Linked DNA regions of Mus musculus: region 2 is linked to region 1. A link is a contact called in public HiChIP or PLAC-seq data. All regions are on one chromosome and are shown on one strand. The core of a region is the stretch at or near the end of the contact, and the rest is flanking DNA. Distances in the headings are between cores, read along the strand shown.

Evidence for each region. HiChIP or PLAC-seq counts read pairs in DNA pulled down with a chosen protein or histone mark.
Region 2: a contact with region 1 is called in a FOXA1 HiChIP or PLAC-seq map of pancreatic cancer cells. The contact joins two enhancer-like sites. A contact is called at or near these places in 5 of 39 promoter capture datasets (the 3T3-L1 cell line, hippocampal neurons, liver and 1 more) and 2 of 115 datasets of contacts at active chromatin or transcription factors (astrocytes and pancreatic cancer cells).

Annotation. Positions count from the first base shown.
Region 1 is chr5:115,570,134-115,574,622 of GRCm38.p6, reverse strand. Gcn1 (GCN1 activator of EIF2AK4) reads right to left here. Exons shown (of 58, transcript NM_172719.2): 2 at 3,112-3,214; 3 at 1-44. Among named protein-coding and RNA genes, the nearest start is that of Gcn1, 7.1 kb to the right of the region's middle. Within about 2 kb of position 1,267, at least 89 of the 459 cell types and tissues checked have an H3K27ac peak or open chromatin away from gene starts, as enhancers often do. A contact at or near this core is called in pancreatic cancer cells, where this site is marked.
Region 2 is chr5:117,277,787-117,282,452 of GRCm38.p6, reverse strand. No RefSeq gene overlaps it. Among named protein-coding and RNA genes, the nearest start is that of Pebp1, 7.4 kb to the left of the region's middle. Within about 2 kb of position 3,397, at least 60 of the 459 cell types and tissues checked have an H3K27ac peak or open chromatin away from gene starts, as enhancers often do. A contact at or near this core is called in pancreatic cancer cells, where this site is marked.

The DNA of each region.
Region 1 (4,489 bases), core at 18-2,517:
GCAGAACAACTTGCAGAGCCCTTTCACGGCTCCCTCTGGCAGATCTGAAAGCAGAGTTCACAGAGTCTCAACAACAAGCACAGCGGTGAGTGTCCGCTTACATCAGTCCTGTCAGCTGGGATCCTGGTACCAGACGCCCTAGTAAGCCCCGCACCTTGTAAAATCTCAAGGAGAAAACAGGCACATGGAACAGAAACGCCCCGAGTGCAGGAGACACTTGCTAAACCAACGATGGATAGAAGAAGCCCAAGACCCCAGCATCTCCCTCTCCCTACAGAGCAGGGCTCAGCAGGGCTACGACTGCCTGCTCTGCTCTCCGGCCTGGGCGCTGGCTTTAAACTGTGCTGTTGGTGATGCTCGGAAGGTACTTGCTCACATACAGTCTAATAAGTGGTCTACAAGTCAGCAGGAAGGCCACATGTAGTGAGGCACACCTTTAATCGCAGCAGTGGCCGGCAGATCTACGTGAGTTAAAGGTCAGTGTCACCTACATAGTGAGTTCCAAGCCAGCCAGAGCTACACAGTGAAAACTATCTCAAAAATATATAGACAGACAGACACCCTGTTTCTAAACTAAACAAAACAAAAACTGGTGGGCAAGGTGGTTTAGTGGGTAAAGGTACATGCATACTCTATAAGCCTGACTTTAATCTCACCCCTGGGACCACGTAAAGGAGGAAGGAAGGAGCTGCCTCCAGAAGGTTCTCTGTCCTTCACGTGTGCATCCTGACACTTGTAAGCATACCATACACAAACAGGCATGCACACAAAATGACAACATTTTTTTACAGTTCATAAACCAGGTGTGGTGATGCATGCCTTTAATCCCAGCCCTCAGGGAGGCAGAGGCAGAGACAGGTGGATTTCTGTGAGTTCTAGGCCAGCCTGGACTACATAGTTGAGTTCAAGGAGAGCCTGAACTACAGAGACTGTCTCAAAAAAAAAAAAAAAAAAAAGGTGGGGGGGGGGGGGGGGAGAAAAGCTTAAGAACCAGGACAGGACAGGCATGCCTGGAACTAGACAGCCCTGAAAGCCCAAACCTGCATTTGTCAACTGTGGGAAATACAGAGAGGGCAGGAAGACAGGGAAGAAGGCTCTGAGGAGAGCACTCAGGCCGCTCTGTAAACCAAGGCACTGCCCCACCCAGTGGGCTCTGCTGTAAACCCACCTTCCAAGGAAAAAATAAACAACAGGAAGCCAGCAGGCCAGCCAGAGGGGCAGCCAGGCGGAACAAGAATGCCCTGGCATGCTGGTGAGTCAGCTGGGACAAGCAGGACCCGGCAGACCAGAGCAAGCAGTCAGCAGAGAAATTTGTCTGGGGAAACTCAGCCCCTGTATGAGGTGGATGAAGCCCAGGAGGAGCTTTCTCAGCACGTCCCATTTCAGGAGCCCAAACGATGGAGAGGAAACAAGCAGAACTCCGAGCCTGTGGGGCTATCAGCACTAAGGAAACAGCAGCCAAGCTGACAGACCAGGAACAATGACAGGAAACACCCAGCGCTCGTGTCCGCTGTCCCGAGCTGCAGATGCTCTCACACCCCCGCCTCACCAGCCCTTGAGAGGCATCACAGGAGCTCATGTTCAGCCTAGGCCCGGAGTGTTAGAGGACTGAAAGCTACAGATTCCAGGAAGGAGGCTGGGTGTTCACACCACAGCACCTCACAAGTACAACTTACTTGGAACTGTACATTCAGGGTGCCAGAAAAGCAAAACCACCCTCAAAGACTCAGAGTAGTTCATAAACTGAGACGCAGAATTCAAACTTACTCCATAAACGGGTGTGTGTGTGTGTGTGTGTGTGAGGGATGTAGTACTTGGCAGTTAGCCTGCAGGGAAATCTAACCAGCACGGCTCAGTACAAGCATATACTTGGCATCTCTGCACAGCAGCCTTAACAGACTGGGGCCTTGAGAGAGTCGCCTCCGAGTAGGCATAAAATTATACACTACAGCACTCACACACAGGACAGCTGAGAAACTCACGCAGCAACTGACACCACTTACAGCTTTAACAAACTTGCCTGTTACCCAGGCAACAACAGGTTTGAAGCAGCAGGTGGGAATGTGAGAGAAGATTGGAAGGAAAAGCCAGATGTGGTGGTTTACATCTGTAAGCTCAGCCCTGGGGAGGCTGAGGACAGAGGACAGACATGCACTACAAGGTAGCTGGGTCCATCCAGGGAGACCCTGTCTTGGGAGGGAGGGTTGGAGGGAGGGATGGAAGGTAGGCCGGCTGGTTTGTTTGAGTTTGGTGCAGTAGTGCACACCTATAATTCCAGGACTGAGTGCTAAATAAGGAGAGTGGGATTCAAGGCCATTCTAAGGAGTCCATTCTAAGGAGTCCTTTTCTCAAACAACCACCACTACTCTCCCCGCAAAAAGAAAAGTTAGTAAAATGCAAGCGCCTGTAGGGACTGTTCTCGGGGCGCATTAGAAAACACACATCTCTCAATCTCAGCTAGACTTAGGGTACTTAGCTGGACGCCACCTGCTACCATCTTCTCATGTCCGTGGACATACAAAGAAAATATCTGTGTGCCCAGTATACTGCTCAAGAATCAACATAATTAAAACTACAAATAAGGGGGCTGGAGAGATGGCTCAGCGGGTAAGAGCACCGACTGTTCTTCTAGAGATCCTGAGTTCAATTCCCAGCAACCACATGGTGGCTCGCAACCATCAGCAATGGGATCCAATGCCCTTTTCTGGTGTGTCTGAAGACAGCAACAGTACAGTATTCTTATACATTAAATAAATAATAAATAATTTAAAAAAAAAACCTACAAATAATGGCCGGGCGGTGGTGGGGCTCACCTTTGATCCTAGTGCTCGTGAGGCAGAGGCAGGCGGATCTCTTGAGTTTGAGGCCAGCCCGGAGTACAGAGCAAGTTCCAGGACAGCCAGGGCTAACTGGAGAAATCCTGTCTTGAAACAGAACAAAACAAACCTACCTGCACCGACCCAAATGTTTCAACTGTTTTGAAGAACATTAAAAAAAAAAAGGTGTAGTCAGAAGCAGACGAGCAGGGTCGTCTCATCAGCTCAGGGAGAAAGAGAGCGCGCACCCTGACTTCCCTCAGACACAGCAGTGCAGGAACAGGCAAATACACACCTTTGCCGGCGATGCATCGCCCCAGTTCACTGAGAATCTCTCTCCGCTCCTTCACACTGGCTGTTGTCACCTTCACAGCGAAGCGCTTCAGTGTCTCGGAAACCTGCGAAGACCAAACCCACACAAAGTTTCAACAGACATGACAAACGCTGAGTGTGTGTGTGTGTGTGTGTGTGTGCACAGGCAGAGCTGCGTTCTGACAGCTGGGGCTGGATAACATCTTGTCATGGGAAGCTGCCTCTGTGCATTATGGGGTTTTAAAAGCATTTCTCAGCTCCACCCACTAGTCACAGCCAGTTTCAGCCCACTCTCCTCCTGCCCTAGTTGTGACAATCAAGTCCCTAGATGGTGTAGAATCTCCAGACACAGGGAACAAACAGCACCCTCAGTGTAGATACACTGTCTTCATCCACTCAACATACTTTTCTTGAACTCGGGCAAGGCAAGGCAAAGTTCAGAAGCCTCTAGACAGAAAGCATCCTTTCATAAACACCCCAAAAGTTCACCCCTGGTTGATGACTATGGGTGAGGGAAAGCCTCTTTCCTAAGAGGTGAGCACTGGAAGACTGACGACCACCACCACCACCACCTCCGTCCCCCCCAGCAGGCGGCCCCACCCCCGCACTCACATCAGCAGCACTAACTGCACCAAATACCAAATCAGAGGACCCAAACACCAAAGGACCCACAGTCAATCCTCTGACTTCCACACACAGTGTGGCACAGGCCCACAAGAGCACATTCACGCACACGTACATACCCAAACAAAGTAAATACACCTATTTTTAAAGATGGCTTAGGAGTTAAGAGCACTTGCTGATCTGGCGGAAGACTGAGACTCAGTTCTCAGCACCCACACAGCAGCTCACAGCCATCTGGAACTTCAGTTCCAGGGGACCTGATGCCCTCTTCTGGCCTCTGCAGACACACAGTGCACTAACAAACAGACAGGCACTCACACATACACATGAAATAAGATTTCCGTTAACTAGCCAGACGTGGTGGCGCACACCTTTAATCCCAGCACTCAGGAGGCAGAGACAGGTGGATTTCTGAGTTCGAGGCCAGCCTGGTCTACAGAGTGAGTTCCAGGACAGCCAGGGCTACACAGAGAAACCTTGTCTCCAAACCCCCCCCCGCCCCCCAAAAAAGATTTCCGTTAAGTGATCATGAATGTGGAAAGGGTCTGTCCTGGGGCACTGGGTAGAGAGAGGGGGAGCGGGGGTGGATATAATCAAGATACACAACCTACAACAGTCCCAACACAACAAATACATTTAAAAAGGCAGTACAAGCCAGGCAAGATAACATGCACCTTTAATCCCAGAAGGGGGCAGAAGAATTTCAGTGAGTTCAAGGCCTGCCTGGTCTATATAAA
Region 2 (4,666 bases), core at 2,148-4,647, 1.7 Mb before region 1:
GTGGATTTGTGAGTTTTTGGCCAGCCTGGTCTACATAGGGCGATCCTGTCTCAAAACAACAACAGCCGGGCGTGGTGGCGCACGCCTTTAATCTCAGCACTTGGGAGGCAGTGGCAGGTGGATTTCTAAGTTCGAGGCCAGCCTGGTCTACAAAGTGAGTTCCAGGACAGCCAGGACTATTCAGAGAAACCCTGTCTTGAAAAACCAAAAACCAAAAAAACCCCAAACAAACAACAACAACAAAAGCCAGGCTCCCAGGCTTTAGGAAGGCCTGGAAATGGTGGATTGGGCCTGTGATCCCAGCATTTGAGGGGCTGAAGTGGAAATATTGCATGAAAATATGTCATGCCCAGGACCCAGGTGGAGGAAGGAAAAAACCAACTTCAGCAAGTTGAAATCTTGTTTTTTTGTTTTTGTTTTTTTATAAAGTTTTTTTTGAGTCCTGGAACTCACTCTGGAGACCAAGCTGGCCTCGATCTCAGAAATTTGCCTGCCTCTGCCTCCGGAGTGTTGGGACTAAAGGTGTGCGCCGCCACGCCCGGCAGCGAGTTGAAATCTTACTTCAGTAGTCACACAGTGATATGTGGATAAGCACAATAAATGCCATTTTAAAGAGAATCAGACTTGCTTCACTTCTGCTCCTGTGACCAACCTGACCAGCAAGAGAAAGCTTTGTCTCTGCTGAGCTATCACAGTAGGGAAAGCACCACTAGGTGGCCTGGGCCCTGGCCCTCACACTGCCTGGCAGAGCAGAGAACAGGAGAGACTGCAGTGTCTTCCGTTTCAACACTTCCTTCATGGCAGCTCCTGGCCTGGGTTTTCTTCCAGAAGAAACAAAATATACGTTATCTTTACATCCTTGAGAGTTAAGTCGTGATATGAACATGAGAAAAAAAAGTTAACCAGGCGAGGTGACGCACACCTTTAATCCTGGCTAGTAGATCTCTGAGGCCACCAAATGAGTCCAGGACAGCCAGGGCTTGTTACACTGAGACATCCTGTCTTGAAAAGCCAAAAAGACTGTAGGGTGTGTGTGTATGCACGTGCAAAACAAGTAAAGGTAGGTGCGGACTCCTGAAGAGGGTGTGAGACCCTTGAGCCGGAGTTGGAGGTGGGTGTGGGTAACCGAACTCAGGTCCTCTGCAGAGCAGTGCACGCTCTTAGCCACTCAGCCTTCTTTTCTGCCTGTCCTTTAAAGTTAAAACAAATTGCATCTCTATTATCTATGTAGCTAGTGTAGATAACTAGTGTAGATATACACACGTGTGCACATGAACACACGCGTGTGCTACAGCACTCGTGAAAGCCAGAGTACAATCTGTGGTGGGTGGTTCTTTGCTTCCACCTGTGGGTTCTGGGATCCAGGTCTGGCTGCCACACCTTCATGCACTGGGCCATCTCACTGACTCCAGGCACTTAACTTCCAAACCCTGCTTTATGCAGTAGGTCTTGAGTTAGGGCTGCCGGTCTCATTTGATCCGTGCTTCACTTTTGCTGAAGTTCACACCACTGATTTCTTTTATTCCATTTCTTTGCTGTTATAAACAGCGCTTCAGCAACTCCCCAGCCTTCATGCAAGAAATACGGTGACAAGTTAGTTTTCTGGGGGAGTTCCTTGTATTGTGATAGTCATGTCCACAGGAATGCATCGTTTCAGTTCTGATTCATGCAAACTGCCCTCTGGGCAGACAAGTCATTTATATCAAAGTTCAAACAATGTGACTTGGTATTTACATATACTTAAAATCATGTACTTATTTTTTCTCTCTTATTTTTCATGTGATTTTCCTCTCACTAATGGCAAGATGTTAGATTTTTCTCTTAAGTGGTAATCAGGGTGAAATAGGAACTCCAGCCCACTCTGCTTCCTTATCTTAAAACAGGTGTGGCTGGTGGGGGTGGGGGTGGGGCAAGATGGCTGAGCAAATAAAGTCACTGTCACCAACTCTGACCACCTACCAGAGTAGTGAGTAGTCAGGGACCCACATGGTAGAGGGGAAGAACTGAGTCTCCAAAGTTGTCCTCTGGTCCCCATATGTGAGACATGGGATACGTGAGCCAGCACACATACACACAAAATAAATGTAGTGAACAGTGGGTGGAGAGATGGCTCAGCGGGTAAGAGCAGGTTAAGAGCACTGGCTGTTCTTCCGCAGGTCCTGAGTTCAATTCCCAGCACCCACATGGCAGCTCACAATCTGATGCCCTCTTCTACATGCAGAAAAAATACATAGGAAATCATGTTTAAAAAAAAAGAAGAAGCCGCCAGGTGGCACCGACACCTTTAATCCCAGCATTTGGGGAGGCAGAGGCAGGTGAATCTCAGTGAGTTTGAGGTCAGCCTGCTCTACAGAGCAAGCTTGGGACAGACAAGGTGACACAGAGAAACCCTGTCTAAAAACACCAAACCAAAACAAAAAGCCAAATGGTTGAATGGGATTCTGATGGACATACGGGACTAAAGTGCAGAAGTCAGGACTGCTCCCCGTTTATAGCCTTCCCAAGAGTGTAAGATAAGAGCCTGGGATTAGCACAAGAACATTGCTGACAAAATTGAAGTGGCTTGAGGGAGGGACTATTGCGCCTCACAGTTTCAGTCTATTATGGCAGGGAGGGTGTGGCAGTAGGAGCTTGAAGTATTGAAGTAGCTGTCACCGTGGCATCCACAGTCAGGGAGCAAAACTGTGAAAGCCAACACCCAGCTCACTTTCTCCTTTTTATTCAATCCTGGACTCCAACCAGTGGCAATGTCACCTACAGTTAGGGTAGATCTTCCCACCTCAGCCTAATGCAGATAGACACGCCCAGAGATGACTCTTCTAGGGTTTGATCCTGGATCCTGTCATAATATCAGCCATGACAACAGGTGTCTCACAGTACAGCCCAGGGGCTCACAATCCAGTGTTAAAACTTGACCTTATTCTTCTGTGCGTGCCTATTGTGTGGGTGTGTGCCACAGCACGCGTGTGGTCAGTGGATGACTTGGTGGAATTGATCCTGTCCTATTAGTCCAGGTATTAGACCCAGGTCACCAGGTTTGCACAGTAAGCTCCTTTGTTGCTGGGCCTTCTTGCTGGCTCACCATTGGCCCAGAGCCCAGTGTTTCTAAGGTTAGAATTCTGGGGTGTGCCTGTTACTGTAAACACTCATGCAGAAGGGAACATGTGCCGCCACCGTGTCACCCCTCTGGCATTTCTGAATTCACCTCCAATAAACGGAGGCCATATCTCATATATGTTCTAAATTAACTTATTTACATCCCAAATGCTGCTCCCTCTTCTGATCCCCCTCACAGAGTCGTCCCCCTCTCCCCTCCCCGCCCCCCCTCCCTGGCCCTAATACCTTGTCAATGTTTAAACCCAACGGCATACGGTCGAAGCCTGTCTTGACATCGGTGCAAAGTCAGGCAGCCTCAGAGTGGAAATCCCTGAGTGATTCACAGACCCACAGGGCCTGGAAGTCTTCTGTCCTGTGACTGTTGCAAGGCTCTTGGCTCCTGCTCACACTCGGCTCCTGAACTACAAGGCTGCCTCCTGGTTCCTTGAACCTGCCAGGCAACTTGGAGACCTGGCTCGTCTAAACACACTGTCATTTTTGGAAGCTCTCCCTCTCTGCCAATGTTCTGATGACCCCCACAGTACTGTTTGAGTGGGCTAGGTGAAATTCTCATGGCTCCGGCTCTGTGGCTCTGGGGCCGTGTTTCCACTGCTATTTCAAGATGTGCAAACTTATAGGTCTGTTAGTCTGTCCTTTCCTTTCCTTTCCTTTCCTTTCCTTTCCTTTCCTTTCCTTTCCTTTCCTTTCCTTTCCTTTCCTTTCCTTTCCTTTCCTTTCCTTTCCTTTCCTTTCCTTTCCTTTCCTTTCCTTTCCTTCTTTCCTTTCTCTCTCTCTCTCTCTCTCTCTCTCTCTCTCTCTCTCTCTCTCTCTCTCTTTGACAGGGTGTTATGTCTCCCAAGCTCACCTCAGACTCAAACCTCTGATTGACCCCCCAGCCCCGCCTCTCAGGTGTGCACTGTAGGACCAGGTTTATGTGGTGCTGTGGGAGTGGAACTCAGTTCTATGTATGGTCAGTAAACACCCTGTCACCTGACCGGCACGCCCAACCCTGGTAAAAACCCGTAATAATCAGGTAAAACCCAGATTTCTGTTTTTTTTTTAAGATTTATTTATTTATTTTATGTATATGAGTACACAATTGCTCTCTTCAGACACACCAGAAGAGGGCATCAGATCCCATTACAGATGGTTGTGAGCCACCATGTGGTTGCTGGGAATTAAACTCAGGACCTCTGGAGGAGCAGTTGGTGCTCTTAACCACTGAGCCATCTCTCCAGACCCAGATTTCTGGTTTTTAAAAATATTATTTAAAAATGTGTGTGTGTGTGTGTGTGTGTGTGTGTGTGTGTGTGTATGCAGGTATGCCTATGTAAGTGCAGTGCCTTTAGAGGCCAACAGAGGGCACTGTAGTACTATATCCTCTGGAGCTGGAGTTACAGGCAGCTGTTAACTAGTACTACAGAGTGTGTGTGTGTGTGTGTGTGTGTGTGTGTGTGTGCGTGTGCGTGCGCATTGCACACACATGTGTGCAGTCAAGAACTGGGAATGTGCTGGGTGGAGGCGTGGCTCAGTGGTAGAGTGCTTGCGGACTTTGTGCGAGGCCAGCAGA